Linked DNA regions of Rattus norvegicus: regions 1 and 2 are each linked to region 3. Evidence: chromatin contacts called from public Hi-C data. All regions are on one chromosome and are shown on one strand. Each heading gives the region's core, a stretch centred on a gene start, on an enhancer-like site or on the middle of the called end of the contact. The rest is flanking DNA. Distances are from core to core; before and after follow the strand shown. Region 1 holds the start of Slc25a10 (solute carrier family 25 member 10). Region 2 holds the start of Rfng (RFNG O-fucosylpeptide 3-beta-N-acetylglucosaminyltransferase). Region 3 holds the start of Pcyt2 (phosphate cytidylyltransferase 2, ethanolamine).

Evidence for each region. Hi-C and Micro-C count contacts between places; a contact is called where the count stands out from the background.
Region 1: a contact with region 3 is called in a Hi-C map of liver, with 2.2 times the contacts expected there. The contact joins the promoter of Slc25a10 here to the promoter of Pcyt2 in region 3. A contact is called at or near these places in 4 of 12 Hi-C or Micro-C datasets (hepatocytes, kidney and liver) and 1 of 1 datasets of contacts at active chromatin or transcription factors (oligodendrocytes).
Region 2: a Hi-C map of the A7r5 cell line shows a contact between it and region 3, with 3 times the contacts expected there. The contact joins the promoter of Rfng here to the promoter of Pcyt2 in region 3. A contact is called at or near these places in 6 of 12 Hi-C or Micro-C datasets (the A7r5 cell line, the Rat2 cell line, Schwann cells and 3 more).

Annotation. Positions count from the first base shown.
Region 1 is chr10:106,262,930-106,265,841 of GRCr8, forward strand. Slc25a10 (solute carrier family 25 member 10) reads left to right here and starts at 1,467. Exons shown (of 11, transcript NM_133418.2): 1 at 1,467-1,589. The coding sequence starts at 1,500.
Region 2 is chr10:106,547,363-106,550,099 of GRCr8, forward strand. It overlaps Rfng (RFNG O-fucosylpeptide 3-beta-N-acetylglucosaminyltransferase), which reads right to left and starts at 1,282. Exons shown (of 8, transcript NM_021849.2): 1 at 961-1,282; 2 at 773-821; 3 at 264-366; 4 at 10-163. The coding sequence starts at 1,236. It overlaps Gps1 (G protein pathway suppressor 1), which reads left to right and starts at 1,559. Exons shown (of 14, transcript NM_053969.3): 1 at 1,559-1,790; 2 at 2,167-2,259. The coding sequence starts at 1,641.
Region 3 is chr10:106,392,988-106,395,844 of GRCr8, forward strand. Pcyt2 (phosphate cytidylyltransferase 2, ethanolamine) reads right to left here and starts at 1,481. Exons shown (of 14, transcript NM_053568.2): 1 at 1,349-1,481. The coding sequence starts at 1,437. Sirt7 (sirtuin 7) reads right to left here. Exons shown (of 10, transcript NM_001107073.1): 10 at 1,815-2,504. The coding sequence ends at 2,303.

The DNA.
Region 1 (2,912 bases), core at 217-2,716, 130 kb before region 3:
ATTACATACAAAGCATTGTTTTCTTGCTCAACAGCAACCAGGCTTCCTCTAGCTTACGACCTGTTTGCCGGGCCTGGCAGTTTATGTCTGATGCTTCTCAGTTTCTGGGTAGGGCTGGTCTGTATAGGCAAGACCAAATAATGCTCCTGGTCTCACACCAACTGAGTGGTCAGTCATTCATTTTCCCACCCACCCCACAGTGGCTCAGCTAAGTTATCAGATGTTGGCATCTGGAGACCTGCCCAGACCCAAGCAAGGTAGGCATGTTGCCTGTACCTGCTGTAGGAAAGGAATGGATCCAGTGTGGGGAGTGCCCCTCACTCCCTTATTGTTATAGGCTTCCAGTGTAGGGTGCTTCTGGACTTGGTGAGACATGCCAAGGCAGCACAGCCAGGAGATCTTGTATCGCACAACCTTGGAACTATGATAATAAGCATCTCAGCAAGGGAGGCCACCTAGAGTTCATCACGCTTCATACCTCCCTCACTGCTCCGCGCTGGTTGGCCGGGCTGCATACTCAATTTGGATATTCAGCAGGGTCAGTCGGGACCTGGAGCTGTTTGCCAGGTGTATATTAACTTTGTCTTTTGCCTCAGATAGCTATTGAACCAGAGCTGTAGGGCACGTGTCCTTTTTATTCTTGTGGCCAGACTTAAAGCAGCCTTTGGATTCGGAATTCACCTTGCCTAACAGGTGCACCCTCGAACTAGAAACACGTGGATTTCTTTGCCCATTGTTGGGAGGTAGAGATGGGCTTCTGGGACCAGGCAAACTGGAGCTGCCTCCAAGGAGCCTGAGCCAGTAACTATGAAGAATTCACAGCCCAGAACCCTCTCCATGGTGGCTGCCTAGGGCTGTGTCCACAGCAAGGCCTGAGCTGAGTTGCACTTGGCAGGGACTCGCTGGGTGTAGGCGTGGGGGAGGAGCACTGCTACCCTTTACTAAGAGCCTTTTGTCCCTGATTTCTATTTAATTTGCAAGCTGGCCTCAAGAAGGTTTCCATCCCCCTCTACATCTGGGCGGGGGCTGGGCCCTCGAGGGGGGATGGGGGACAGAGGTCCACTGCTGCAGCACGTGTCCTTCGCCTGCGTAACACACGAAGTCAGCTCCAGGGCGCAAGTTCAGGCTAGGGCTAGAGGGTGCTGGTAGAAAACCAGCCTCCTGATGACTTGAATGGCAGAGCGCCTTCGGAAATGAGACCAAAGCCATAATGTGGAGAGTGGGGGTGGCCATGGGCTAGCTCCAGCAATTTCATGGTCGACTCCAGTGGATAGCCTCTCTCTGTTCTTCGCTGCGGCCGCTTTAAGAGCAGAGGCGGAGTCTCCCAAGGCCGGAGTCCGGCGGCGGGCGGAGTCCATAGGCCCCGCCCCTGGGGCCGCGCGGGCGCATTGGCTGTACCGGGCGCGGGCGCTCGGTAGCACTTTGAACCGGGCGTCAAGCGGCTGGAACCGGAGTTGTGGTGCAGACCGGGGTCGGGCCAGGTCGCTGCTGCTCTGGCCATGGCTGAGGCACGCACGTCTCGCTGGTACTTTGGAGGGCTGGCTTCCTGCGGAGCTGCCTGCTGCACGCACCCTCTAGACCTGCTCAAGGTGAGGCTGAGTTTCAAGGCCGAGCGCGCCGGTGAGCCCTAGGCGCTGGGGACCATCCTGGGCCTGGCGCCTATAAGGCGCCTACTTCGGCCGCCGCTTGACTGCGCACCAGGTAATTACCGCCGGTGACGCCCACGACGGCCTGAGCCCCGGCTGCCCCGCTCTGCGCTGCTGGCCTTGGCCCTGAGGGCGCCACTACGCTTACTTCCCGGTAGACAGCGGTGGAAAAATCCCCGGGGACCCTCTGCAGCTGGCGTCCGCAGGTGACAGACAGCTAAGCCTCAGAGGGGACATCCGGTTCCTCAGTTTACCTGTTAGGTCCCCTCTCTCCCACTCCCGCCCCCGGTCCCCGTCTTAACAGATGGCTGTTAAGCTTCAGCTCTGCGCTATAATACTTGTGTGAACTCGGCCACTCTGAGCCTTTCCTTGGCCACAAACATCGGACAACTCTGGTTAAAGTTGTGCATATGCGCAGGTGTTGAGACCCAAAGACCAGCCTGGTCGCTGCACACCAGAGCACTTCCACTGCCGGGTGCTTAACACCACCTACTGTGGGGGTTGGGGGATGGAAATCAAGGCAACAGGCCGGGTGGTGGTGTGACCTCGGTCATCTGCTTCTGTTTGATTCGTTGCTATATTGGGATCAGCACCGTCCCTCGTGAACTAGGAGATCCTCAATTCATAGGGCTCTGACCAGTAAGATTGACCACCTCACCCCGAGAAACAAATGAGACTCGTGGTTTTGTGTAGTTTTGTTTTGTTTTTTCCTTAAAATACTTTTAGTGCAAACTAAGACAGTTTCTTCCTGTTCCCCAGGGACATTCTCGGGGAATTTATTCCTGATTCTGTCTTACCACAGAGAACAAAGAACTTAACCCACTCTGCCCAAGGGGTTCTGGCTGTTACTTCAGCCTGTGGGCGAGCATTCACCCTGGCTGCCACCTCCCTCATACACACACACACACACACACACACACACACACACACACACACACACACGATTGGCCCCTGAGGTCTGAGCTGGTGGTCCAGCCTCAAGCAGTTTCTACTAGCTCAAGCGTCTAAACTAGTCTCTGACTCCTCTCAGGGACTGAATTTCCTAAGAAAGGTAATCACTTTTCTTTCTTTATCATTTATTTGTAGCCCAGGCTTACCTTGAACTTGTCCTGTGCATAATGCTGGCTTTGGACTCCTGCTTCTGCCCTCCATGTGCAGAGATTTCAGGCACCCATTATCCCTCCCAGATAGCTTTTCGAATTACTGGCCATTGGGTACACGTGAGGACTGAAACCTCACGTTTCCTGGGAGCAGAACAACCAGGTC
Region 2 (2,737 bases), core at 32-2,531, 150 kb after region 3:
AGCACTCACGGTGCCACCGCCCTGGACCCTCTCTGTGGCTTCGATGGGGTGGTCCAGACTAGGTCGCCCCAGGTAGATGTCCTGGTTGGAAGAGAAGGTGGAAAGCAGGTGCAGCAGGCTTTTGGGGTTCACGTAGTTGTCATCATCCACGTGGCAGAACCATCTGAAGGTGGAGGGAGAGGCCTATGCACTGAGGCCCCCCAGTGTGGGTGGGAGCCCCCACACTGCTCGGTCCTGGCTGTCTGAGGGGTGAGGTTACTTACTTCCGTCCAGACTCTATGAACTTGTCATACTCCACTGACATCTTACAGCACAGCGCCTGGCGGGTTCGCACAGCGGAACAATTGGTGTTGATCATTTGGCTGCCTGCACGGTTGGAAACGGGCAATGTGAGTGCTGACTTCTAGGTTGCCTCCTTAGGTTTAGGCTGGAATATGCCTGTCCAGCCACTGGGCTAGATCCAATGCAGCCCTACCGCAGCCAGCCCTCATTCTGAAGCAGATGACAGCACAGGCGGAAACAGGACAAGACTTGGCAGGTGACTGCTGCTGGGCCTTCCTCAGGGAATGTGGGTGACATTGGCCACAGCACCCTGTCAGGAACTGGGGGCAGGGTGGGGAATCTGATGACTAGAAGGATGGGTGTTGGGAGATAGACTGGCAATGGATGGGTGTCTTGGCTCTGTAACACTAGCTCTGTGACACTAGTCAAATGCCTGACACAGGAATGAATGGCCCCAGTAGATACAACTCAGCCCAGGGGAGCGTCTCACCTGCCAGCAGCTGGAGCTCAGGGTCGTCTCCATCGGTGAAAATGAACGTCTGTGGAAGAAAACACCGTGAGGCGTCAGAGGATCCAGTGAGTGGGTCTCGGGGCAGGTGTGAAGCCCCGGGGTTAGGGGCACAGGGGGGCGCCAGTTTGGAATCCAGGAACCTACAAGGAGGGGGAAGGGGCGCACACCTGCCGTGGGGCTCGTGAGATCCAGGTACGCAACAGCAGCCGCAGGCGCGGGCCGTGGTTCTTCCGAGTGGTCTTGACTGCAATGAAGACGTCGTCCGGTTGCAGGCGGGAGACCTCGAGGGTCAGGCTCCCGGTCGGGACACGACCTGGGTCTGGTGCGGGAGCGCGAGGCAGCGGCAGCGGTAGTGGTAGCGGCAGCGGTAGTAGCAGCAACACAGCCAGGACCGCGGCCAGCGCGAGGCAGGCCCGGCACAGCACTCGCCGCACACGGCTCATGCGATCGCCCAGGCCCGGGCGCTGGGCGCCCGCCTGCGATTGCGGCGGCCCCTTTAAGAGTGACAGCACCCCGCCCCGAGCCTTGACCCGGAACTGACGGACGCGCCGCCCCGGAAGTGAACGTCGCTGCGGCACCGGGGGTGGAAGATGCCGCTGCCGGTTCAGGTGTTTAACTTGCAGGTAGGGGTTGGTAACTGCGCTCGCCGCGTGGCCGTTCGGTCCGGATCGAGCCTGGTGGGCGGGGCTGGCGGCGAGCGGGGCGGGGCCCGCAGCTCTGGCCTGGGCGCGTGAGCGTCGCCTGCCTCGCGGGCCGCTCTGGGCCCCGGCCCCCGCCCCGCCCCCGCCTCGCGCGCCAACGCTTTTCGTGCGGGTGCTGGCCTCTCAGAGAGGTGCGTCAGGCCAAGATGCGGGGCAGCCCGGCGCCCAGCTCTGCCTCGTCGTCGGCCTCCGACTTGAGCCGCAGCCCTGCGCACAGCAGGTCAGACTTGCGGCCCGGCACGTCGGGCGACTACAGCCTGAGCGCCAGCCTGTCGGCCTGCACGCTACTTTCCGAGGTATAGCTGCGCGCCTACCGTGTAGCGGCTCTTTCGATGTCGCTCGAGGCCCTGGCCCCTCGAGTCCTCGGCCAGCCTCTTCCGCATCGTGACCTGTCTGCTTTGACTCTCTTGATTTATGAAGATAGGGTGGCAATCTATTTCATTCTCTGTGGCCTAGAGGAAGCTGTATCGGGATGGCGGCTGGGAATGCTTGACGGTTCCTGTAGTCAGTGTTGTGCCCAGGACCTGGGTGGGAGAGCTGAAGACGGCACTTGGCTGCCAGCACCTGTGGAAGCCCAGTGCAGTTTTGCCTTGAGAAATCGTGGGCAGAGCTGATGGGGGAAACTCTGCTCACCCTGGTGCCTTTCGTCAAGGAGCTCCTTCTGTTTTGCAGGGGGCCGTGGAACCCATGCAGATTGATGTAGATCCGCAGGAAGATCCCCAGAACGCACCTGATGTCAACTACGTGGTGGAGAACCCCACCCTGGTATGGATCCTGTGTGGCGGAGGACTGCTGGCAGCTTCGATGTGTTGAGGGGTCCAAGTCAGACTCCCACTGTATGTCCTAGGACAGTTGATGCTTTTAGCAACCGCTTTAGACACATCTCTCTAAGCCAGGAAACTGGTTTTTCGTTTGCCCACCTATGTTGGGTTCTCAGGCAGTTCTAAGACCCTGCACCCACTTCTCCACAGGGAACAGTCCCGTCAAGTCAACAGTGTGAAGCAAAGCTCTATTTGCAGCCAACACACTTTTCCTCTCTTCTTAGCCCAGCATCCATCACTTGTTAGGTAGCGTATGCTCATGCTTCCGTTTCCCAGTGCAGAGCTTGGTCCTGAAGGTCTTTAATTCACACACTCCTGTGGTGTCTTCCCAGCATCTAAATGTGATCCCAGGACGCAGGTGAAGACTTACTGTTGTGCTCAGGTGGTCAGGTCCTTGCTTACCCCACTTGACCCTCTTTTTT
Region 3 (2,857 bases), core at 231-2,730:
GGTTTAGCCATTTCCTATGTCTTAGACTGTCTTTGCCCTGTTAGTGCCTCCTCCTACGGCCGGGCACTTCAAGCCGCTTCTGCTCTTTTTTTTCTTTTTTTAGACAGTAAGGTCTCACGTAGCCCAGGCTGGCCTCAAACCCCCTATGAAGCCAAGAATGGCCTACGACTCCTGACTCCATCTGCTGGGATTCTCACCAAAAGCCAACGGTTTGGTGCTAGGAAACAAATGCAGGAGTTTGTGCATACGGAGCAAGCATACCAGCTGAGTGACATCCCCAGCCCACGAGATACAAGACACACTCGAGCTTTGAAACCAGAGAACAGTCCTGAGTTGGGTGAAGACTCTGTTCTACCCTGAGTTTCCCCGCCTCCAGGGCCTGGCTTAACTCTGAGAGAACAAATGCCTGTCACCTGGCACTGAGCTTTTATCCTCAAATCTAGGTCTGGCCACAAGTACACTGTCAAGGTCAAGCTATGCAGAAGCCAGCAACACGCTGTTCACTGAGTGTGTCCCAGGGTGTACTGGGACCACCTGTATTGTTCTCCATGGGCCAGTGCTGGGCCACAGGTTCTGCTCTGCTTCCTCTAGAGTTCTAGTGGGGTATCATCAGGTGACATGAGCACCGGGTGGGAGGTGGGGCAATGGTAACGGGTAAATTCCGGGACAGCCCTTGTGCCCACTAGACAGGCAGGGCAAGATCAGAGGTCAGAGTCTGCCTCTGGGATTGTGGCACTGGGCCCAGTATTGTGGTGGGGCCAAGGTCATAGTCCACTGACACGAAGTCAAAGCCATTGCTGGTGACTCAGATGCAGAACAGAAGGGGGCTGAAGTTGTAATTCAGTGATGGACCACTTGCCTGTACATAGCATATAAAGCTATGGATCCCATCCTCAGCACCAAACCAATACAAACTAGAAACGAACAAAGTCTAGCCTATTCCGCCCCGAATCCCCTGAGGAGCCCTGGTGACCATTCCGCATCCTTTCTCATCCACCAGGGGTAGACACGACGAAGGGCTGAAGATGGTTAAGTTATAGAAAGGCCAACATTTCTTCGGCTTGTTGACAGCTCCAGGACTTTCTTAAAGAAACGTCACGGGCTGATTTGACAGAGAAGCTCTTGCTCGGCCTTCCAGCCCTGGCAACCTGGGTAAATGCCTTAGGCGATAAGACAGCCGCATTTCCGGTTTTTGGGAAGTGCACCGTCCGATGCACCCGCGTCTGCACGCTACACTCCTAAGTGACCGGAGGCCAGGTTGCCTCGTGCGGCCTCAGAAGACTCGGGATCCGCCAACCGCCGGTGCGTGACGCCGAGGTGACCGCCCGCCCCTCGCCGCCCCACTCACCAGCCATCGCACCACACCCGCACGGTGCGCTGGCCGCCCGGACCCTTCAGCCCAGCAGCGCCGCCAGCCCCGTGCCCGTTCCGGATCATGGCACCAGAGGCCCCCCGCAAGTCCTGGCAGCTCCCGCGACACACAGCACCGTCGCCCCGCCCTCGACGCTTGCGCGTGCTCACGCGGGTCTCACCCGCTAGGCGCAGCCAATTGCGTGCACCACCCGGGGCCCCGCCCCTAGCCCGGCCACACCCCTCCGCCCAACTTGAGCGACCAATGGCCTGTGTTGCAGGTGGCCGGGCTTTTGCATCTGACTCTCTACTGGTGAATGGAGCAGGCTTGTACCAAGAGTGTGCCTGCGGCTCTCCTCACGCCTTAAAGCATTCCTAGGGGCTGGGTTCTTCAAAAGTACCGCGATGTTGGCCCTCAGGGGCAGGCACCTCAGTGGTGCATGTGACAGTCATTGGGACACCGAGGCAATAGAGAGATGTTTAATAAGACTTGCTCAGACCGGAGGCTTAGATCCTCCCTGTGCCGCATACCCAATACAGAAAAAGGTTTCTATAAAGTGAACACTTTTAAGTAGTAAGTAGTAGAAAGAGGGAGGCCCTGAGACTAGCCTGGAGAGTGAGGTAAGGCAGTGGTGGACTCCTCTGTGGGCCAGGCCTGGGAAAGACGGGAGCTCTTCTTGCAAAGGCCTTGCTGCCACCTTTGTATAGGGGGGGATAGGATGGAGGTGTCCTTGAAGATCAAGCCCGTAGTGGGGCGATCACAGCAGTGCAAGTGAGGCTTTCCACAAGGACAGATGGCTAAAAACGACCGTCACCAGGAAGTGTCACCCCCAACCCCAGAGTTCTTTCCACTAGATCTGGTGGGGGCACTCTAGCCTTCACTGTGACACAGGACCCTAAACATGGGTCAAGCCATCTGCAAGGTGCCGACTGCTCTTTGTCAACACCGGGGCTACGCCGCTTTCTTCCTTTTTGCACGCTTAGCACAGCCCCTGCCGAACCAGCCTCCTAGGATGGGGGTGGCTGAGGCAAGAGGGGCACTCTGGTCCCCGGGTGGGGGCTCTTCTCTGCTCCTGCACAGTGACTTCCTACTGTGGCTACCTTCTTCGCCAGCACGGAGTGGAGTTGCCAAGGAGAAGATTGGGTCCTGCCACCTAACAGAAAGGAAAGCAGCATCAGGTAGGTCTGGAAACCCCTCAAATCACAACCCTCCCAGGCACAGGTAACGCTGTCTGAGGCCGCCTGTCATCTCGCCCCTTCCCCTAGGTCTGTCTTAGACTGGTTGGGCTTTGGCTAGAAGCAGCTTGGGTGTCACAAGAAGAGCCACAGGGGAAGATCTTCCTGGACCCAACTCAAAGGCCAGCAGCAGCCTCTTCTGTGTCTCACCCACTATCAGTGGGATCTGCACACTTAGGAGGGGGCAGTGCTAGCCACAGGATGGCTCCATCTCCAAGGATAACCTGCTAGCAGCTCTGGGCCCCACCTTTCACTTGTATGGATCGGGGCA